Linked DNA regions of Mus musculus: region 1 is linked to region 2. The links are chromatin contacts, called in public promoter capture Hi-C maps. All regions are on one chromosome and are shown on one strand. Each heading gives the region's core, a stretch centred on a gene start, on an enhancer-like site or on the middle of the called end of the contact. The rest is flanking DNA. Distances are from core to core; before and after follow the strand shown.

What was found. Capture Hi-C pulls out chosen DNA fragments and counts their contacts.
Region 1: a contact with region 2 is called in a promoter capture Hi-C map of adipose tissue. The contact joins two enhancer-like sites. A contact is called at or near these places in 4 of 484 Hi-C or Micro-C datasets (bone marrow-derived macrophages, liver, macrophages and 1 more), 3 of 115 datasets of contacts at active chromatin or transcription factors (embryonic stem cells, extraembryonic endoderm stem cells and heart atrium) and 2 of 9 other capture datasets (adipose tissue and pancreatic islet).

The regions. Positions count from the first base shown.
Region 1 is chr8:61,625,511-61,631,644 of GRCm38.p6, reverse strand. The region is part of intron 10 of Palld (palladin, cytoskeletal associated protein); the gene reads left to right. It overlaps Gm35254 (a long non-coding RNA gene), which reads right to left. Exons shown (of 2, transcript XR_001778560.2): 1 at 1,127-6,134; 2 at 320-981. Among named protein-coding and RNA genes, the nearest start is that of Gm35254, 8.1 kb to the right of the region's middle. Within about 2 kb of position 2,529, at least 40 of the 459 cell types and tissues checked have an H3K27ac peak or open chromatin away from gene starts, as enhancers often do. A contact at or near this core is called in adipose tissue, where this site is marked.
Region 2 is chr8:61,534,556-61,540,766 of GRCm38.p6, reverse strand. It overlaps Palld (palladin, cytoskeletal associated protein), which reads left to right. Exons shown (of 22, transcript NM_001293772.2): 12 at 1,944-2,079; 13 at 4,983-5,081; 14 at 5,859-5,909. Among named protein-coding and RNA genes, the nearest start is that of Cbr4, 50 kb to the right of the region's middle. Within about 2 kb of position 4,251, at least 17 of the 459 cell types and tissues checked have an H3K27ac peak or open chromatin away from gene starts, as enhancers often do. A contact at or near this core is called in adipose tissue, where this site is marked.

The DNA of each region.
Region 1 (6,134 bases), core at 1,280-3,779, 93 kb before region 2:
TTAAAAATATAACATTCAGCTTTCAATCATTCACTTTATTGGCACCAGGGAGATAGCTGTGAAAGAAGCTAGCATAAAGTAATGGTGATCATGTGAATTTTTCTAAACTTAAGCATCAAACATTAGACTGTCTTCTCTTCATAAACTTCTGTGGATCGTGGGTTCCACTGTGGCTGGTTCATACTATCAGCACCCCAAATTACCTTTTGGGCTAAAAATGTTCTTGTCATAGTAATCCAAAACAAAAGACTCCCTTAACACACATACACACACACACTTTTTAATTTTTTCTATATTATAAACTTTATCACAAAGCACATAAAATCATCACTTTATTCCTTAGGAGCCATTAATTTCAGACTTTTCAATATAAACATACTGAAGAGAAATACAATTTGACAGGGAAATAGCATCTCCTTTTAAAACCTATATGTGGAAGTTCCATTTAAACATCTGTTTTACTTATACATGCCCTTATTCCCGAACACCTTACTCAGGAGTAGCCGCAAACGCGCATTCTATTTTGTGATTATTAGCCATGTAATGCACCGTGTATAAGCAACTGTGCCATATTCTTGTATTTTCTTTCTCTTTGCAGCAGCACATACAGTCATGTAGAAGTTTCTTTAATATTCACAATCAGCGGTGTGGCTTCAAAATGGTTCCCTGCACGGTTCTTCGAGTAGACTGTCTAGCTCTCTGCAGCTTTGTTCCTCGCTCAGTCTTGGTGTTTTTTCTTTACAGTTCTTTACTCTGCTTTTAGTATAAGTTTTGTGAAGCCTCTTTTACTTGACTTAACAACCACCGAATGGTTTTCATATAGTTTCATTAGTGTTCATTATCATTTTCTCCTTGCTGTAGGGTCAAAGCAATTTAAAAACTGTTCCTCCTGATCCCGCCTGTGCCATTGGGAGGAGGTGCAGGGTGTGCTGACTGCAGTGATAAATCCAAAAATCCACATCTGTCTGGCTTGGTCTCAGCCTCATGAAACATCAAAAACAAAATAAATATTTTACCAATTAATTTTTTACATTACTCAATCTAGCTTCCCTTTTGTAGTCTTTGAGTCTGTATTTCCCCCCCCCGCCCCCCCCCACACACAAAATTATCCAGCATTATCTCTTACCTCATGTTTTCTCCCTCCTGTAGACAGTCATTGGGAAAATGTTGCTGTGGATAGACCCAATAGTAACCTGTAGGAATTGTCCACTTTCTGGAGTTAGGTTACATATTTAAATATGTATATGCCTATGTGAATGTGGTTTTTAAAGAGCAAGTAATGAATTTGCACTATAATTGTTCAAAATGAGCTCTGTTTAAATGTTAAAATAATATTACCATCCCCTAAAAGGAGTCACATTTCTCTCCTGCACTCTGTGTGTGTGTGTGTGTGTGTGTGTGTGTGTGTGTGTGTGTGTGTGTGTGTGTGTGTGTTTGTATTGACAGTTATGTAAGCTTGTCTCTAGGGACTCGAAGAACACATACAGTGAACACCTATAGCCATCCCCTGGTCCTAATGAGTCACTGGTAAGTCAGGACTGTAAAGGGTGACTCGGGTTCTAGCACAAACTACCCAGAAGTCTACAGCAATGCTGGCTCATAGGCCAACTCAGGACAGTGCTTGCACATGGTGTTACAGGTACTGGAAGAAACTCCCGGGGCCTGTGAAGGCATCAGGAGCTTGGTTTACAATGTGAGAGAGACTTGGAGACCATCAATTCACAAGCAACCACCAAAGTGTGGAGGCAAAGACTCTTCAAAGGCGAGCCAGGCCTGAGAGTCTGGATTTCTTTGCACCTGCCTTTAAGCCAAGTGGTGACCCCTGGGAGGTGACAGGGAGACCCTGGGTTTCCCCAGCTCCTTCTCCCTTGGAAGTGCATGTCAAATGTGAGTTTCCTAGCAGATTCCTAGAGAGTGTGAAGCTGTTAAGTGCATAGTAGTCTACTCCAACAGACTTTTCTCATCCCAAGCAGACCCTGCTGGGCCACAAACAATACTGCTTTGTGAGCTCTGGTCAGTCTGCTCACAGGATACCTGTGGGGATTTCTTTTCCTGACTCTGTGAAGCAGCTGCCCTGAGACTTGGCAGGCAGGCACACTGAGCTCAGGGATATTCTGGCTGTGGGTGCCTTCCAACCCAGAGTGATCTCCCAGACATTTCCCTTTTGATGAAGCCCCAGGTTTTTTTGTAATGAAAGGCCATTACATGTGACATATAATGGGGCCCTGGCTGTGTTTCATTAACTTTTAATTTAGGCTGTTAGCATGGAATTAGTTAGCAGACTGGAGAATCAATCAGCTAACCAGTGGGACTCCATCTTAACAAGGAGAGTCCTGTAGGTGTTCAGATGTTAGCTCTGTGTGTGTGTGTGTGTGTGTGTGTGTGTGTGTGTGTGTGTGTGTGTGTGTGCAGGCTAAGGGGCTTTGCTCTTTGCTCCCAGCCCTACAGTCAACCACAGCTCCTGCTTCCTTGCTGCTGTCAAGTTAAGTCCCTGGCCAGAACACTGTGTGCATCACCCAACACTTATCTTCTCTGCAAACCCGAGTGTGAGTCATGACATCCAAAGAAAATTCCTTTTGCATGCTGATGAACTCAAGGGCTTTCAGAATTAAACCAAAATAAGTAACTCCGAGAATGGTGAAAATTTTGAACAGTTGCTCTTTGGCTAGAGGGCCCCGACATTCTGGGAAGATGTAAGTCTTCAGACATTCTCCAAGTCATCTTGAAGTTTCTGTATATGCTTCAGGGATGAAATCACTTCCCTCCTAGATTCTATCGCTGGATTAGAAGATCTGACAGCTGCTAATCTGGGCCAAACGACATAGTAAATAACTTCAGTTTCCAACCTAATGTCCCATCATCTCAAAGGAAGATGGCAGCCTAGCAGGCAGCTGGGGTTTACCCCAGTGGTTCTGAAGGATCTTCTAGGGATTTACAGAGCATCACATGACCGATTGGGAGAGGACAAGTTGTTCAAGTAGCTTCAGAAAGCCACAAGGAGACATGAATAGAGGGAGAAAAGTACTATAAGAAACGAAATACCAAGGCCCAGTAAAAAATGATAGACTAATGCAAAACACACATACCAGAAGAGTAACGTGCTCACAGACATCCACATTTAAACATCACAGAATGTACTATGAAGTACTACCCAGTCTTCATTTTAGAATAATTTACTATATCACACTCAGACATATGCATACTCAGTACAACAAGAAAAAAGACTAGATGAATAAATAATAGAATCATAGCCCTATTCTCTTCAGGCAGTGATCATCTGTGATCAAGTTAACATCTGTAGCTGTTAACTCACCTTTGGAAGGTCACTAGAAGTCGGCTCTCACAGTTTAACAGTTATTATATAGAAATGCTTATTTGTCCTAAAGCAGAAAAGATAATTGAGGGGTTCCTAGAGGAGGAAAACCTTTGATTCAATCTACAGCTTTAAAAGTCCTAAAGCCAGGTGGGGACATTCCTGGGTAGTAGAACGGTTAACACCCGAGAAGCTTTCCCAGGGTGTCCTTTGTATCCTGTATCCTGGGGTCCCACATGTGCAGATTCAGCCAAGCACAGACCAGAAAGGCTTGGATAGGAATTGCATGGGTATGTTTTTACCCTGCCATTATTCCCCCAAACAATACAGGGCAGCTACTATTTACATGACATGTTTCATTAGTGTTTCTACCATAAAGATGTTCTGAATCATACTAGGGGCTTGGGACATGGCTCAGCCTGTAAGGGTGCTTGGAGCCAAACCTGATTACCTGAGTTCAATCCCTGGGTGGGACCTGTGCTGGCTGGTTTTATGTGTCAACTTGACACAGGCTGGAGTTATCACAGAGAAAGGAGCTTCATTTGGGAAAATACCTCCAAGAGATCCAGTTGTGGGGCATTTTCTCAATTAGTGATCAAGCGGGGAGGGCTCCTTGTGGGTGGTGCCATCCCTGGGCTGGTAGTCTTGGGTTCTATAAGAAAACAGCTGAGCAAGCCAGGAGAAGCAAGCCAGTAAGAAACATCCCTCCAAGGCCTCTGCATCCACTCCTGCTTCCTGACCTACTTGAGTTCCAGTCCTGACTTCCTTAAATGATGAACAGCAATGTGGAAATGCAAGCTGAATAAACCTTTTCTTCCCCAACTTGCTCCTTGGTCGTGATGTTTGTGCAGGAATAGAAACCCTGACTAAGACAGGACCTAAATGGTAGAAGGAGAGAACTGACTTCCACACGTTATCCTGTGACCTCCATATACACCGTGGTACCTGTGGAGTGGGATGCAAACACGCCCTTCTACTATTCCCCACCACACACATGGAAGGCTAGGGAATATGCATAGCTTATATACAAAAACTATGGCACTCAGAGAGCGCTCTTGCACATCACATAATTTTGTCTTCTGTTGAGGAGCTATTGAGCCAATCTTCCCTGAATACCAGGGGCAACTGCATTCAGCTTCCACACATACTGGTCATCAGTCCAGCATGCTAATTAACGTTCTTCACTGCCAGGCACCCCCCCACACACACACACACACACTGATCTACTATGCGTGGATCATGAACCATTTTGAAAGAAGATGAGACCGCTTAGCATGGGGCACACAATTCTCATCTCTGTGTCTCTGTCTGTCTCTCTGTCTCTGTTGCTGTCTCTCAGTCTGTCTCTCCTCCTCCTCCCCTCCCTCCCCTCAATTTCAGAGGAATGTTTTAACCTTACCGAATTTTCTTTTCCTTTTCCTTTTCAATCAGAGGTTTAAACAACTTATCTATCACTTCATTCATAAATGATTTATCTGTCATTTATTAATAGCCTACAATAAGTCATGTGCATGGAAGGAATCCTGGGATTAAACCGCAAGAGAGTTTTCATTGTCTAACTTTACTGCTTGTGCATTCCTGGTGGGTACAAAGGGTCAGGAGATACGCTTTACAGTCTTGCTTAATAGTGAGCACAACTTTGGATAATATTGAAGTTCTTTTTAAATGTAATATTTTTCAAGATAAAAAAATAGTACTAAATTGTTTTTTTTTTTTTTAAAAAAAAAGGATCTTTCAGTCTATGTCTTATATGTGGCCATTTGAATTTAAATTGAACAAAAAGTTCAGAGGCTGGGAAAGTGGCTCGGTTGGTAAACTGCTTATGTGCAAGCGTGGAGGCTGAACTTTGGATCCCCAGCAACCACGGAATAGCCTGAGATAGAGGCCTGTAGCCCCAGTGGTAGGGCGTGGAGACAGATCCCAAGGGCTTGTTGGTCAGACAGTGGCCTGAAATGGCAAACTCCAACTCAGGGAGAGACTCTGTCTCAAAAAACTACGATGGAGAAGGAATTAGGAAGATGTCTCAATATTAGTCTCTGGCATCCACATGTACCACATCCATATCCAGACATATATCTTCTCTCCCTCCTCCTTCCTTTCCCCCCCACCCCCACCCCCACCCCCAGTTCTTCAGTTACTCTACTCAAGTGTCAGATGTGGCTAAAAGGCTGCCACACTGGGCCACACAGACCCAACATCTCCCCTCCCTCGAGAGTTCTCAGAGATCTTTTTTTTTTTTTTAACTATCTTCTGTCCCCCTGTTCCATGCTCTCTAGGAAGTAAGATCTGGAGAATTCTAGCACGTGTTAGCACCTGCTCCTGAAAGCGGGCATCAAAAGGCCAAGTCATTACATTTACACACTCACGTGTGTTTATATAAGTTTGGTTAAATATTAATTTTAAATGGCTGTAAATGACACTCGAGGATTGCAAGAACAACAAAAAGCCCTGTTAACTTGACTTTGAACATGTTCAGCAAATGCCGAGCTGTTAAAACTGTAACTAATCCCACATTCTTGTCAGGTCCGCAACTTGCACAGGGTTTTGTGGCCATCCCATGTGACGCCAAAAAGCTCAGTGAATTTTTTTAACAAGAAGAATTGCTCATTTCCATAGACAGGAGGTGCAAATGACTCCATTCTAATTCTCATTTGAGCAGAAGCCTAAGAACTGGAGTCCCTGGAGTTTTCCAAAGGTCCAGGCAATTCCACTGAGCTGCTTCTTCCTTGGGGAAACATCTAGGAGCCTGGGAGCTCATGTTCACTGTCCCCTCTTAGTACTGGGACTTACTTGTCTGGCTTGAACCTGGGCAGGCCCTGGG
Region 2 (6,211 bases), core at 3,002-5,501:
CCTCTCCATTGGGGGCTCTGTGTTCCATCTTATAGATGACTGTGAGCATCCACTTCTATATTTGTCAGGCACTGGCATAGCCTCATACGAGACAGCTATAACAGGGTCCCTTCAGCAAAACCTTTCTGGCATATGCAATAGCAAACACCCATTTCTTGTACCTCTGAAATCCTTCAGCAGCTGCGAACACTAACACTCCCCGAAGCTAACCACTACCCTGAGCATCTGAGTTGAGAGTTCTCTTCTTTTATGGCTTTCCCCATGTCTATGTTTCCCCGAGTCTGTTTATCCAACCTTCACATGTCTCAGAATCACCCAGAGAAGTTATTAAATACAGACTGCTGGGCTCCAGCCCAGTTTCTGCTTCTTCTGAATCGGGTTTGGAATGATGTTGCCGATCTGTCACTAATAGCTCCTCTGGGTCATGGTGACCCCTTGGTCTGTTCACTCAGAGTGCACCAGATTTTAGCTTTTGCCTCTTTATACTTTATACGTAGTAGTACTATATGCATCCTTCTGTGACTTGCTTTCTTGCTTTTTTTTTTTTTTTTTTTTTTTTGTGAACGCCAAAATTCAACTCTGTTGAATAGGGTAGTGATGGGCTATTCATTTTCCATTTACATAGTTTTTCCTCTTTCATTGATTTCCACCCACTGAGGTAATCAGGGAAGAGGCAGAGAAATAGGAAGCAGTTTACTTAAGACACCAGCAGGGGTCCACACCTATCCAACACGCAGCATTGGTGCCCCCTGGTGCACAGTGGGGGAATTGCTGTAGCCCTTGGAAAGAAAAGTCTTGCTGCTGATACTTACAGTGTGACCTACTGCAGAAGTCCAGATTTAAGGCTTACCATCCATTGTAATGCCTGTCATAGCCCTCTTGTGTAAAATCACTCCAAAGGTCTTATAACACAGACTTGCACTAGTCAAATAGGACTCGTGGAGACAGAAGGGGATGTAACAAATGTGACTCGAGTTGAATATCCCTAATGTGAAAATCCAATTTCTGAAACCCTTTTCAAATGCACACTGTTTTGAGCATTCACATGATACTGGAAGGGAGAAATCTCCTGTGATGGGTCATGGTCAAAAGGCAGGCACACTAAGAATTCTATGTAGAATGCCCCTTATAGACATATAAAATATATAAGACACAATGAAGGATTTTCACCATTTTTAGACAAAGTATTGCATGGCCCGAGCTGGCTTTGAACTTGCTATGTAGCCAACAATGACTTTGAACTCCTACCTTCCTGACCTCCAACCTCCTAGTGCTGGGATAGCGGCAATTACAGAACACCCAGTCTTTTCCCTCTGCTGAGTATAGAACTCAGGTTTTTATGCATGCTAGGCAAGCACTCTACCGACTAGGCTACATCCCTAGATTCTGACCCCCAGATATACCTGGCAAATGATGCTACTCCTGTATTGCTTATAATGAGGCTTATAGCCTTGTCATTGGATACATTGAATTATGAAGGACCAGAAAATTTTTAAAATCATAAGAGAAATTTGTCCTTTTTAAGTCCTCTCAACATTCACACGTTGCATTCATCTTTATATATTTTTATGTGTATTTTTAAGCAACTTTAAGAAGCTTGCCCAAGATCAAGGCTGAGTCTGTTTAAGCCTCATAGGAAGACACATCAGATTTTCATTTCATGTTGCTACTCCCTAGGATTGAAACACAGGTAGTTTCTGTCTGTGGCATTTACCTAGCCACTGAATATGCTCCCCTATGGGTGTCCGAACCTTCCTCAAGACCAGGTTCCAGTTAGTGTTTCCTGAACTCCTGAAAGCACCTTCTCTTCATATGAGTAGTTGTAGATGCTTTAAAAGGATACACTATGAAGGCCATCTATCTATGCTTCGTTGAACTTGAAGGCTGACTTGGACTTGTGTGTATGCCCAGCAGTTAACTATACTTATGCCTTTGTTGTGCAGGGGGTTCCCAAAGAAGTCCAGTAGAACTGCTAGAATTGCCTCTGATGAGGAGATTCAAGGCACAAAGGATGCTGTCATCCAAGACCTGGAACGGAAGCTTCGCTTCAAGGAGGACCTTCTGAACAATGGCCAACCGGTACTGATGGATCAGGGGCTTAACTGGTACTGATGGAACAGGGGCTAGCCAAACGGTACTAATGGAACAGGAGTTTAACCAGTACTGATGGAATAGGGGCTTAACCAGTACTAATAGAACAGGGCCTTAGACTTGGAACCCCAGCCCCGCCAGCCAGATCTCCTCTGGTTCACTCAGGCTCACGTTCATAAGACTTGTCCATGAGGCTCTGTCATTATCTCTGAATTCCAGTATCCCTCTTAGTGAGTAGGAGAGACACGGAAGTACTGATGGCAGCAACTAGGGCTGACACCACAACATGATATACAGTGCTATAAAGGACCCACAGAGAGTCCATCTTAGCTAGGTGGCTCCCTGGGAGGAAATAGGAAGGTACTCTGGGATAGCTGGTACCCAGAAGCAGTGAAATGGAATGAAAGGCTTCCACCCAGGATAACCTGGGCTAGAAAACCCACTGCTACGGCTGAGTCCTGTTCTCCTTGACTGAGTAGACGCTGCTCCCACACCTTGCAGTAATGTCTGTCCCACTGTCTTGCTCCAAGTTTTACAGCAATACTACCACACTTGACAACAGAAACTACTTCTGCCTTAAGGCCGTAGGCTTTGACTGTGACCATCGATCTGATGGGAAACAGATGGTTCATCCCTACTTAAATTTTCCATAGCTGAGTTTGTTTGCTTGCTTAATCTTTTTGTATCATCTCAGAGGTTTTAAAGGGCTGGGAAAGGCCAGCAAATTAGGTATCCTAAACATAGGAGATGAGTCTTTTCTGGCTGTATCATGAAATACCAGAAAAATAAGCTTGCTTAAAATCATCTCAGATGCCGTTTCAGAACAGAAATTGCTCTAGGTTTGTGGGATTTTTTTCATGGTGATACTAGTGATTAAGGGCCCTTAATCTTAAGGCGGATGAAGCTTCTAGCAAGCTTTGTGGTGCTTGTTTCACTGGGTCCTGGGGCTCTGCAAAAGAGGGAAGTATGTGACCTCCACCTCTAACCAGTGATTGCACGCACGCTGGAAGCGTTCCCTGGTTCTGTCAACAAAAGCTGTTGGAAGATTAAAACAGATGCTTAGGGGGACTGTTTTTAGCCAGGTGAGGGCATCTCTCCAACTCCTCCCCAACACAAACCATTTTTTTATTTAAGTATTCCTTATGGATGAGGACTCTCTTGGATTAAAAGTAAAACCTGTATAAGGTACAACTCATATATGTATATATTATCTATCTGTTTAGCAATACGTAAACATTCATAGTAACTTCATTTGATAGTTTAGATCAAGAAAACTGAATTTCCTTTTTTTTTTTAAAAAGGGAATCTCGAATGAGTTGTTCATACCATCCCATAATATTCTGTTACTTATTTTGGCTTCTGTAGACAAGAGCTTGTATTTCCATATATCACAATGACATCAAATCCAAACTGGGAAGTGAGATTGGCTTCTGGGGGAAGCTAGGGCATCTTGGTGAAGGAATAGGTATGCAGTCGCTATTTCTGCCTATGCAGAACCGGTCTTCCACTGATGGTGATAAAATTCTCCACCAGAACGTAAGGAAGACTTTGTCAGAGAACAATGATAAAAGCAATAAGAGCCCATTTGAAAACTGAACTCCCTCATCTTAATAGACTTGATAAAATCACTTTGCATAGTTGTACTGGACCAAATCACTCCCTGAAGCATTGGGACACCCTCTTCTTGTCCCCTGCCATTCCTTTAGCAAATGAAATAATTTCAACCTTAGGGCTATTTGGCATTTGATCTGTTTCACTTCCCAGTTTCGGCTGGGACGAGAACCAGCAATTACTGGAAACTGTAAGTTCATCCAACATATTTTTCTGATTAGGGAATGTTGAACAGTGTTTGTGTTGACATTCAGAAGTTTTGAAGGGTCATATGAAATAATGCTTGTACTTTTATATTTTACGGATTCTACCCTCCTAATTATTCCTTATTTCTAACTGATCCCTTGTTGGAAAAGGCCCCTAAAGAGATTTGTGAACTCTCAAAGTTCCTCCAGATCCATAATTCTAGGGCACATAGGACCAACAGTCGAGTGCAAGAATTATATTAGCAGACAACAAAGCTGCTGCCATGTTCCACATAGGACTGGTCTGGCAGAATCACCGGCCAACTGCTAGAGGCAGCAACTGTGTGCTCTTCCTTCCAGTGGGCAAGCTGTGCACATCCTAACTGAGGATGCCGGATGCTGGCTTGGCACAGACTTGTCCTTCCTTACCTCAGCCGTGTGTAGTCATTCTGTGTGGATTGTGTTTGCTTCACGTTGCTTACACTGCAACCGAGGCAGTGCGCTCACGTTGATGGAGCATATCCTGTGTGTCATGTGTGGTGGTAACTGACTGGCAGGATTGTTTCTGCCCACAGCACCTGCTTTTCCTCTCAGGGCTCCTTTTGCTGCCCTTTTAAGTAGCTTTCTTTCTGTCACTGGCTGGGGCCGGCATGGATGGTCGGAAGCCTGTGACAGCCCATGAAAGAACATCTCCTTTAAGCCTTCTTCTGCTGTCTTGAGATCATCTTTTTCTTCTGTTTTGTTTTGGTTTCGATGTTTTGGGGTTTTTTTCTAAAGATAAGGAGGACACAGCTATCCTATGTGGCCTTAGCCTTGTCACTGATCATTCATATGGATCTGTGCCATATTGGGTGGTAGCTGCCAGGATCAGTTATCTCATCTCCCAATATTGGATTTAGATTACACGGAGCAGAAGCAGAGGAGAAAACAAAGCCAGGGAAAGCAACAGACTCTTTCGGATGCAGCTATGAAGCTGAAAGGAGACTAGTCACAGAAAAATGTCCAACCCTATTTTATATTTTTATTCCCTTTCCATAAGCAATGTGTGATTGTGATTCCCCCTAAGTGTGTATTTCTGTGACTTACTCTGTGCAGAGGCTAACCTATGAGGAAAGAATGGCTCGCCGCCTGCTTGGAGCCGACAGCGCAAACGTCTTCAACATCCAGGAGCCAGAGGAAACGGCAGCCAATCAGGTACGGCATTGCTCCTAACTTCCTGAGAAATAATCATGGCTCCGCCCACCTTCCCCGCCTCTGTTCTTGGGATCCATTGTGAGGCAAGTAGCAGGCAAGTCATAGAAAAGCAAGATTGCTGCTGTCCTGTCAACCTCGTAGGTTTTACTCACTGGATACATGCTGACATTGCTGAGTGATTGATTAGTCGACCCTCTCAGTGAACTAATTGACATTATTGATACTGATCTGGTATCGATTGCTGTGTTTTCCTTTCCGGTATCTTTGTGTTTTTCCAACTGTCCTATGCTCTAATGAAAAATGGTTTGCATGGAAAACCCTTTCACCCTTCCTCTTTGAAGTAAGCGAATCGGTGCGCCCTTAATGTTCTCAAAGTCAGTCAAAACTAGAAAGGGGAGCCTCTGCCCTCTTTCACATAGGTGATCATAAATCACTAACTGACAGGGATCCAAGGGGCTATCTTACAACCCCGCAGCTACCAAGAAAGGACATGTGTGGAGCTACTCTGTAGTTCCATTTCTCCCAATTGGAGTTGGAAGATAGAGGTCTCACAAGAAAACCAAATGAACAGAAGAGGCCCCAACAAAGCTTTAAAGCAAGCCTAATGATTCATGGGAAGTCTTCGCCCTTCTCCTGACCTTGAGAACAGGCCTCCTTCAGTCTGGAAATGTCACTGTGCTCAGGCAACATTTGCCACCACACACATTCCTTCAAAGGAACCTTGAAACCCTGCTGCATATTCCAGATGGTCTCATGTCTTGTTTTCTGCCATTACAGGACGCTGGGGCTCCTCGGGCTTCTGTAGGGGGTCCTCTGGATGGTCAAAAGGTTAAACTCTACCCTTCCTCTGTCCAGTCTCCCACTGTACTGACCTTCTGTGCTTCCTTTTGTGTCTGTGTGTCTGTTTCTACTGCTGTATGGTAATTATATATACTGTGGCTGGCATCAATATTTCATGTGGTATCAGATGAACTTATTTCTTCTCATTTATCTGCAAACTTGACTTGAGTTCTAGCTTAGGTAAATACACTAAACCGAAAGGCATGAGAAGGATTTCATGCATTAGACACCCTTCTGGGAGCGGGGTGATCCATTTGACAGTGATGAAATTAAAGGAAACAGCTTGTAGT